2 separate regions of the Gasterosteus aculeatus genome follow, and region 1 is linked to region 2. A link is a contact called in public Hi-C data. All regions are on one chromosome and are shown on one strand. The core of a region is the stretch at or near the end of the contact, and the rest is flanking DNA. Distances in the headings are between cores, read along the strand shown. Region 1 holds the start of chfr (checkpoint with forkhead and ring finger domains, E3 ubiquitin protein ligase). Region 2 overlaps fbrsl1 (fibrosin-like 1).

Region 1 (4,619 bases), core at 1,811-4,310, 100 kb after region 2:
TACGGTTTCTCTGCCCTGCTGGAATCCTGATGAGACTGCTCCGGAGCCGCTGGTGATGAAGTCGGTGCACAGGACCAAACTGCTGCCAGAAAATGACCTTTAATCTACACACATGAAGGTCATTTGGCATGCGATGGTTCACGATTGCGCATACACTTCTCATTTCATCTAGTCTATTTTTGTTGATACGTTACAAAAACAGGCTGAAACCAAAGTACATTTGGTCAATGCACAATTGAATACATGTGCTTCTTGTGACGGATGTGGCAAATAGGTTGCATTTATTGACAATCAGTGATTGTTAATGTTTTATCTGTACCGTGGTTTAAATTAGGATGCAACCGCTATCCAGTCAGTCTTCATTTGATTTGGACTTAACAGCTCCACCAAGCACACAATTGCTTGACATTGATTTAGCAAATTAATTCAGTCCATGTAATTCCTCCTAGTGCCTAGTAAAGATCTCTCATCTGGTGTGTCCGCGCAAAGTAAGATGTGGACAAATTATGGGCAAACATTTTGAATCCCCCGAGGATAAATGTTCTTTTCAAGCGCCACAATTAGCAGGAAATAGCCGATATTGATTGGGGACATTACAAATCAGCACTGAGGAATCTCCAAACCTCAACGCCCCCACATTGCGATCCAACATGGTCGCCTTTGGTTTCCGCTCTGGGCTTCCAGGGGGCTGAGTGATGATTCACTGGAAGAACAAGCACTACCCCTTGTGGCTCAGTTGGCCCAGTGCAGCATGGGTAAATTGCATCTCCAGCTGCTTCTGGGCCCCTCCTGATAAGTTAACCTTGTGATAACATGCTAATGCCTGATTAATGTTGCCGTAATTAGACACAGCTTTTCACACTCAGTTAAGAGGACATCCTCCAGCAATTAGCCCGAGCCGGAGAGAGATAATTTCCGAGAGCACAGCGAAATCACATTCCTCAGCTCGCCTGCGTTCCCATTTGGCAACATTAAGGTTTATTTTCTCATTATTTCATTTAATTACTCGTTTGATGTTTTATACAGCTGCCACAAGTAATCTTTGATCCAATTAGGAAAGGCTGATTGACAGCGTGGGTGTGCGACTCAATAGCCTGCATTCAATTTACGGTTGTGACCTTATCAGAGGATGTGCAGAGGATTCTAACTTCAACATTGAATAGCAAACAGATACTAATTTCCCGCAAGAGTATATTCTGCAGGGATGGAACACCTTTGTTTTGCAGGCAAATGTGTTTGCATGTGCATCTGTCGGTATGATGCTTTAAGAAGGCAGCATGTGTTTGTGTTCTCCTCACCAGACATCTAACAATGAGGAATGAACGCATTAGTGTGGAGAGGCCCCTGTATTCACCCGGCACCACACTGCCCATTAATAATGCACTGCCAGGGAATAGATGGGGGGTTGCAGGGATTAGTCCTGCACTAAGAACTCACTGGCTATGTCTGTTAGAGATGTTGGTCTGTGACCAAATCAAGAAACATCAGCCCACTTGCGACTAGACTTTAAAATACAGCAAGATTTTTTTATTATTAAATTAAAGTGTTTGTTGTTTCAGATTGCATAATCCTCGAACCTGAAAAAAAAAGAAAAGAAAAGTGTCAGTCGTCTCTTAAGCGAGCTCTACACGACAAGTGGGATCCACAACATTGTGAAAGCAGCCAACATGAAATAGAAAGAGGTTTTGTATTAATACTACAACTCTTATCACATTGATGACAATTTAACCCACCACCCAGTTATGGGGAATCCAATCATCACTTTCTTTTGTTCTGTTCTTGATTTTAACCAAATCCTGAAGGAAATATTTGAACAAACCACATTTGCATTTATAATGACAAAAAATGTAAAACAACAATACACACTTTTACAAAGTTTATTTATTTTTAACACTGTAAAATGGAGTTGGCCCTTTTGTCTGCAATTTGAGCTTCTCCGGCTTCAAACTGTTTGAATAAAACTGTCTGAGAAGTTTAGAATGGAAATAAGTCTTTGGCCAAAGTGCTTACAACTCATAATTAACTGAAATGCCGCAAGGGAGCCAAACAATACTTTTTTTGTAATAGTTTGAAGCATAAAAAGGTGGAATTTTTAACAATTCATTGTACTTCACAGTATTTTGTCAAATCTGTCATTGATGTCAGATGTCTTGATAAATCCAGTGGCACAAAAACGTTTAGTTAAGTAGAAGTAACCTAAAAGTGAAATAATGTCGAAGGATTTTAAAACTCTACTTGCTTTGGATATTGACCCACGATTGACTTGCGCTGTTACGTCCGGATTGCGCACATGATTTAAATAGATTGTGAATACCAGTAATCTAATACAGATTAATTTTCTGCATATGACCTAATAAATGGCTACAAATGGACTTGAATGACTTCGAGGCACATTGACAAAAGCCTGCAGTCTGCCTGGCTGTCTATGGCCGAGAACATTTGGCCAGTGTTTTGTTTTCCGTAATTATGTAAAGTAAATTGTGTTTCTTTTGTCAGACACTGATGTAAGGAATATAAGAACGTATTCATAATTATTTTCTTTGAAATCCATAATTAGGCAGATTGTGGTGGTGATCATTTTAATGCAAATGTGGTGGGCCATTTAATTAATTCATCCAGCAGTGAGGTGAAGCGCAAGATGGTGTTTCTTTATTAATTTATTCAATGTGTAGACCCGAGGGACTCTGTAGTTTCTGAGGGGCCACCGGCTGCAAGAAGGGGTTGGAAAAAAGATTTATTTTTTTGTCTTTTCCAAAACTTTGTTTGACACTAGGAATACTAAAGATGCCCAAAGACAAATATACAGTAGCTTAAAATAGATAAATCAAAGACTACATCAACTTGATATTGCAATTTGGGTTACATAATAAAAAATGCAACAACGGCAACAACTTTATGTTTTAGTAGGAGGAAGAACAAATACTATGTCTTAATTGACAATAGCCTAATTTTCTCACTGTTCTAACATAGCAATAAAGAGATGTCTGTTTTCATTTGAATGGTTCTGCATTTGACTGATTACCATTCGCCCTTATGGACGCGTTCATTCTTCATCTTCAGGTGGAAAGAAATCCCAGGTGAGTTTGTACCTTTTATCAAAGCGCGTGTTTGGGGCCCAGCGGCCCCTCCTCCATCAGCTGATGACGCCGTGACGTCACGCCCGAGCCTGGCAGGAAGCGCCTCTTGCGTTCAGCCGGAATACGAGGAGAAGAAACGGCGTCGCACCGAACTACCGGGGACGGCGAAACCGAGCGTTTGACGGTAAAGTACCCGTTGTGGACGCGCGACCAGCGTGACGTGACGGGCGACTCGTGGTCCTCTTGTCGCATCCGCACGGCGGGTCGACTGCTAATTTGTTAGCAAGCGCGTTAGCTTGGTGTTGTTGTGTTGACCGAAGTTGTGTTCGTTCACTTTACGGGTGATGAAATCCTTAATTCCTTCGACTCGATAGTGGGCGATGGGACGTTTAGCCAGCTTGTCAGGCGGTAAAGACGGCAAATAACGTTTTGTGGACCACTGAGCCGGCTGCGGGACGTGTAGCGTTAGCTTAGCTTCGTTAGCGGTTGTGCTGAAGAACGCTTTCAGTTTTAAGTTAAGCCTCGTTTTATTTGACAAGTCACAGACTTGCTTAAACGTTGCTTACACACTTCTATGCTAACTACTTACTTTACTTTGGCAAACATACAATAAGAATCATAAATCCACAGCAATGGATTCATAATCAAGTTCAAACCTTTGGGACTAAACGGCTCATTTATCATGATTTTGTCTAATTGGAAACGTGTATTTTAGATATTATATTAGCCGATATGGAGAAGGGAAAGGTGGATTCCCCTTTAAAAGTCATTTATGTTTTTTTTTTAAACATATTTTATTCATAATTTCAATGAGAAACTCCACCTGGCTGGAAAGAAAATACTTTGTTTAACATTTATATTTCTTTAGTTTTACCAGCACAGCCTTCACTAAATGTCCCACAGTCTGTTTTTACAGTGTCATAGAAGTGAACCCGTAACTTGTTTTTGCTCATCGTTTCTCGTAGAGGATCATTGGAGGATGGACGGTTATCAGAGAGGACGTCCGTGGGGAAAGCTCATCAAAGTGGACTCCAGTGAAACTATCCTGCTCTTTAACCGGGAATGCACAGTTGGCCGAAAAAAAGGTGGGTTCATATTCTGTGTGTGTGTCACACATTTTTGGAATAGGCACATAAAGATGATCTCTTCACCTGTCGGACATCTTTTAAAAACGTCTAACCTGCTGCCAAAGCTCCAGGAGCGGTGATGTCTGTTAACAGAAGGCCGTCCCTGTCTGTCTGTCTGTCTGTCTGTCCCCGTAGACGTCGCTGTCAGTGTCTGGAGCCCTTAAAAACCTCCCCCTTGAAAGCACAAAGCCTTCTTTAGTGCACCCAACTTAGACAGCCCCTTGTGATGATAACAAAAGGCATCCATTGACAACATGTGTGCAGAATATTAAGTAGTTTTTTCGTGTATGGGCTTTTGCCTAAGAAAAGGTTAGGCCTATATTTCCCCCTGTGTCTGCTTTGTTGTCGAGGGCTTTTGAGTGTCTAGCCTTAATTGGTGTCTGGGCAATAAAATGTTTTAAAGCGATGTCCATGG
Region 2 (5,279 bases), core at 2,203-4,702:
TCTCCTCGCCTGAAGGGGGCACTGGTTTCCCTGTCAAAGTCTGCTGCTTTTACTGTTCCTGCCTTTTGTGGCATTGATTGGACTGGAGCTGCTGGGGTGAAACTACCAGCTGTTTTAAACATGTAGAGAGGAAGGAATAAACCTGTAGAGACAAAGCTATTTGTCTTCTTCCCAAATAAAAAAAAATAAAAAACGCATTCTGAGCTCTGCAGTGGCTGAATGATGAACCCATTCAGAATGTGACTTAATGAAATGTTACTTATATCATGAGTCATTTCAATCATACACAAGGTGCTCTCTATACGTGGACGTTGTTTATTCTTCGGGCCTTGATATTATCCAGCAGATGCAAATTAGATTTCCACAGCCTGTAGCAGCAGTGCCACCTCTCCAACGCTTTACCGGAGCTTCCCCAGCATTAGTATTCCAGACCCGGCTCCCTCTTGGATCTAGGCTAGGATTATCCAAGCTCTTAACATCTTAGCTAAGCTGGTTAACACCTGTTTTTATTGACATGGGAACACCGTCCCAGGCGCCGCGTCTCCTGCGGTTTAAAAAGAGCTTCTCTTGCTCTCTTTGTGGAGGCTGCGGCCCACATAAGTGACTGTTTTCCCACCACAAGTATTGGGAGCAGGTCAGCAGCTTTGCGCGGGTAATTATGAGTCCATTTTCATCCCCACAAGCGTTCTTATCACAGCACAATTTGTAACACGGCTACATGAGAGGTAAGTCAAGATACTTACCGATATGAATCACTTGTTCAGAGCGAAGCACAGTGAAGTTGTTTTGCCAGGTCCTAGACATGAAGCCCATAGTTTATTTAACGTTCCTGCTCACATTTTTTAGAGTGATTTACAAGGGGAAAGGAGAACAGGCTCTCTCTATGTGTTTATTATGCCTAATATTTCCATTGGGGCCCACGTTTGCCCCAGTGTAACTGATGTAATATTCTATAAATCCCATTCAGGCTGTTGATACAGCCTGGGGGATTCTGGTTAGCAGAGGCTGTGTAGACTCAGAGAAATCCTCAGACTTGCCTGTGTGTCTGTTTCAAAAACTCTTCCCAGGGTCAGTGGGGAAAACTTTGAAGAATGTCCCAGGATTTGTCTAAATCATAGGGCATGGATCTTCTTAAGCGTCGCTGGCATTAGAGCTGAGCCCTATCAATGATTCCATTAACCTAAATTCCAAACCGGGCTTCGCGACATGACCATATTAACCCCTCGGATTTTACCAAGCTCTTGATCCCTCGCTATTTAGATAGACGGGAATTATTGGTCACTCACATTTGTATGGCTACTGGCTGTGTTCCCGCACCAGACAGGGAATTATCTGTAATTTGACCCCATGTTTATCTTTGGCACTTATGCCTCCACATATTTTCTGCTTCTTCTTTTTCTTCTTGCCTCTAGTTAGAGCGTATGGTGAATGCCATCATTGGCGTGGGACGATAAGGTGGACGAGGGTACAGTCCCAATAGGCTGATTTTTACCTTCCTTCCATAACCAATAATCATCGCAGGCTAACATCCTCGGAAACGAGAGAAGAACCAAGTGTCTGCCTTCATTAGGACAAAGGAACGTTGAGAAGGAGAGCGTCTGACAAGCCAGTAACGCCTCATTGTCCCTGATCTCAAGTTTCCTACATTTCCACAGCTCTCGTTAAAGGACGTGTCGCTGCTGTCACCAGGCGCTAACTCGTTATCTCCTCAACGCCGTCAAGCGCTGTAATTAACATTCAATAACTGTAACTGATCCAGCATTCTTCATCTCTCGCCACTAATTGCCACGCTACTGTGCTTGCTCATAAGTGCTTCTCGCGTGTGCGTGTCTGTGTGCGTGCATGCATGCATGCGTGCGTACATGTTTGTACACATTTCTGTGGTTCATTTTGACTCTAAATACAGGTCAGAAAGCAGTTGATCAGTTTTCCTTGCAGGAGTCACTGAGTTTATGCGCCATGTAAAAAGTCATTTTCAGAATACTTTTGCAGGAAATTTGGACATTTTAAATGTCCGCTATCCAAGAGCTGGTAAATTAAAGCGCTGCCGACAGATGCTTTCAGTGGACTCCTCATGAATAACGCAACCTGTGTTTTCACCGTTGAAGAGCGGAGTGGAGGCCCATTTGCCGAAATCACAATTACTGTAATTACAAATTTCAAGGGAGAGCCTGCCTATGGTTGTGAGGACAGAGGGTGTACTAATAGTTAAAGAGGTGCACCATTGGCCTGTCAGCCATGAATAAGCGCCCTTCTCTTAGCACATCCTCCATAGCATCAAACACAGCCTCCCGTTGGGAATGTGTAGCTGTCACGCTGCTATCGACTTACAATGGCCCAAGGGGAGAGCTAAAAAAAACATTCCTTTTGCGGCATCACATTTCCTTTCATAGTTCCCCGCTGATACCTTGTGGTGTCGTCTCCGTTTTAGTAGGAAATGTTTTTGTTTCCCCCTTAACTGCTCCTGCCTGACCTAACCCGAGCTGCAGCCATCAAAACAAGGCCTTACGCATAATTAGTCTGGGTCAACTGATACTCCCCGGCTCCACACGTCGCTGTCGTCTACTCCGCCAGCGCCAGCCAAAAGCCAATGAACTGTTTGCAATTTATTCTCAATTGAATCAGTTGAGGTTGATGCGGGTCTCGTTGTTCGGAGGTGAACTGCTAGATGCAAGCCGATACGAGGGCTACCCGCGAGGCCAAGTGCGTCACCGGGACCACGTCCGGGGAGTTCTACGGAGGTCTGAAACAGATACGCTATCACCTGGTAGCTCTATGCTACTGGCCCATCCTCAGGGGAGTGGGGCGAATGCCAGCGTAGGGTTACTGGGAGCCAAGACGGCCCCAGGAGAACAAACTAAACCCAATGGTTGCATAATGTTTCTTGTCTCGGTTTCATGTTTGGGCCAGACGTTTTATTGTCAGACACATCATGTACTTGTCCATTGTTTTACATCGCTTATGTTTAGCTGTTTTGCCCAAAGTAATTAAAAAGAGAGTGTCTTAGCAAGGTGTCACGTCGTCACAAGGCTCCAGACCAGAGCCAATGGTTCCTGACCAAGTGTACAGTTGGGTTGAGATGGGTGACTGTACAATGTGAAGGCCATAGCGTATGATTTACACATCATGCCCTCTATGGAAGCATTTGCCTTTAATATCGTTCTTCACTTGGTTCCATTAGTTTATTTGGTAGGGAAAGTTGCCAATTAAGATTATTAATTAAGGGGTTGAGCAGAGGCCATTTTTCATGCATGACTTATTCATCGAGTTTCATGAGTGCACGTCGTCAGAAGCTATAAACACCAAACTGATGTGTATATTTCCGTTTGTGTCGGGCTGTGGTTTAACCCGAAATATAGATAACCTGCTTTTTTAGCAAACTCACAGCACCCATTGTGGTTTTAACATGCTTGCACAATACGCACATAGGTTGTGGTTCTGCTCACATTTTCACAACGGCTCACCACCAACGGAACTGCTGTAGCTGCAGTTCGGATTGTCACAGCCTCTCCTCCTTCCTGTTACAGTTCTATGAAAATTGACACTAAGTTAAAATGTTGGTTGTGTTGTCTCTCCTTTTGCTGACGGAAGTACATTCTTTTTTTTTACTATAACAACTTTTTACTTTTTTTACCCAGCAATAAAAAGCTCTACGTTCATTCGACCTCAAACTCAGTTTGTGGAAGAACCGGCCTTGTTTTTAGATTATTAGTGTAATATCCTTCGGCTCAATATATAGTGTCATTGTCAGCTGATGTGTGATGAATACCCGGACACGGCCTTGAACTAAAGTGCTAAATTATGTGCTTAAATCATTTTCATGCTCATATCGCCTCTAATTAGAATTGCTGCATGAACACGGCTATGTGCAGTCTCCACACTTTCTTAATTGGACATAGATCTGGAAATCTGTGATTAATTTTTAAGTTATGAAAGATGCTGGGCTGCTTTCAAAAAGGTCCTTTTGCAAGCACCACGAACAAAGGAGAATTCATTCTCATCAGGGCTTTGCATGGAGAAGGTGGAAAGCTTAAATGAAGGAAAGTGTCGTCATATGGCTTTTTTTAAATGAGATAGTCAAAGATAGATCTAATTTTGATTTGGGCTAATGCGAGGAACACTATCATCCATTGACCGAGGGTGTCTTATGACTGACTTTAGCGGTCTTGTGCTTTTACTCTGCAGTTTCAGTTCAGAGACCAGCCCGAGTGTAGCGACGGGGGTAATTCTAAAAGCTCCGGCACTTACCGTTTAGTTCATGAACCTCAGCGCTCCACCTTCCTCCTTTCCTTCAGCTCCTGGAAGCACAACTACATCAGTGTCTCCCAGAGAACGTCGAGCAAGTCTGCTGCTTCTGTTTACAAGCTATTCAATCACTCTCAGTACTTGTGGCAGCCTGATGTTCTTGGAAACACATAACAATCTGGAACTATCTGACTTGCCTATTTTACTTGCCTTGTCCTAGAGCTGGGACTACTTGTTTTTAGCATACTTAGCATGTAGTTAAGTATGCAAGGCTATAAGGATCTTTGCTGAGCTGTGTGGTGGCTTGTAGCACCCTAAAATAGCATCCATGTACAAAACATGTGTCATCGTGTATTTAATAAGTTTGCCCTCCCCACATCTCTTTCAGGCTTCCTCTTCCATTTTGGTCAACTCTCCTCCGATCTGTATATTTGCTCACCATATTCCTTACCTCTGTAATGAAGAGGCCGTTAGTTCATCAGCCATGTTTAAACAGCTCTGTTTGCAGTTTCCCGGCCGCAGGTCAACAAGCAGCTCCCCTATCTTGCTTGTTCGGTCTCTCGGGGCTCCCGGGTCTCCTCCTCCACCTCCTCGCTCGTCCTCATTTCGCTTGAACTAATTGAGATTTCATTTTTGTGAGAAAGCTCACAGGAGGGCTGTGTGAGGGGAGAGAGGAGCTTACAGATTGAGATCAGTGGCGGAGGCCTCGGGGGCATAGCGCTCCCAGAGGTAGGACGCCACCAGTTTCTTGGGGGACGCTGAGGCCCTTCTGCAGAGACTAATATCTTCATGCTCTCAACAGTCACCTCTCACTCTTCAGGAATCCTGTCCACAAACCACATGCTAAGCTAAGCGCTAAATATGTCACCTGAGGTCAAGGTAGTGTCATTGCCGTGGAAACTGGTTACAAATACTGGAATTAGCAGGAATGATGTCCACCCACAGACTCTACCTTGGCCTCAACCATTATAGACCAATAGAACGTTTCCCAGTGCAAGATTAAAGCATGGTCAGGTCCCTCCTTCAGGCGTCCT

The links. Hi-C and Micro-C count contacts between places; a contact is called where the count stands out from the background.
Region 1: a contact with region 2 is called in a Hi-C map of whole body, with 3 times the contacts expected there. The contact joins the promoter of chfr here to the enhancer-like site in region 2. A contact is called at or near these places in 2 of 6 Hi-C or Micro-C datasets (liver and whole body).

Annotation. Positions count from the first base shown.
Region 1 is chr13:17,203,377-17,207,995 of fGasAcu3.hap1.1, forward strand. chfr (checkpoint with forkhead and ring finger domains, E3 ubiquitin protein ligase) reads left to right here and starts at 3,061. Exons shown (of 18, transcript XM_040196593.2): 1 at 3,061-3,261; 2 at 4,043-4,162. The coding sequence starts at 4,057.
Region 2 is chr13:17,099,684-17,104,962 of fGasAcu3.hap1.1, forward strand. The region is part of intron 4 of fbrsl1 (fibrosin-like 1); the gene reads left to right. Among protein-coding and RNA genes, the nearest start is that of LOC144386400, 26 kb to the left of the region's middle. Within about 2 kb of position 3,453, at least 3 of the 9 cell types and tissues checked have open chromatin away from gene starts, as enhancers often do.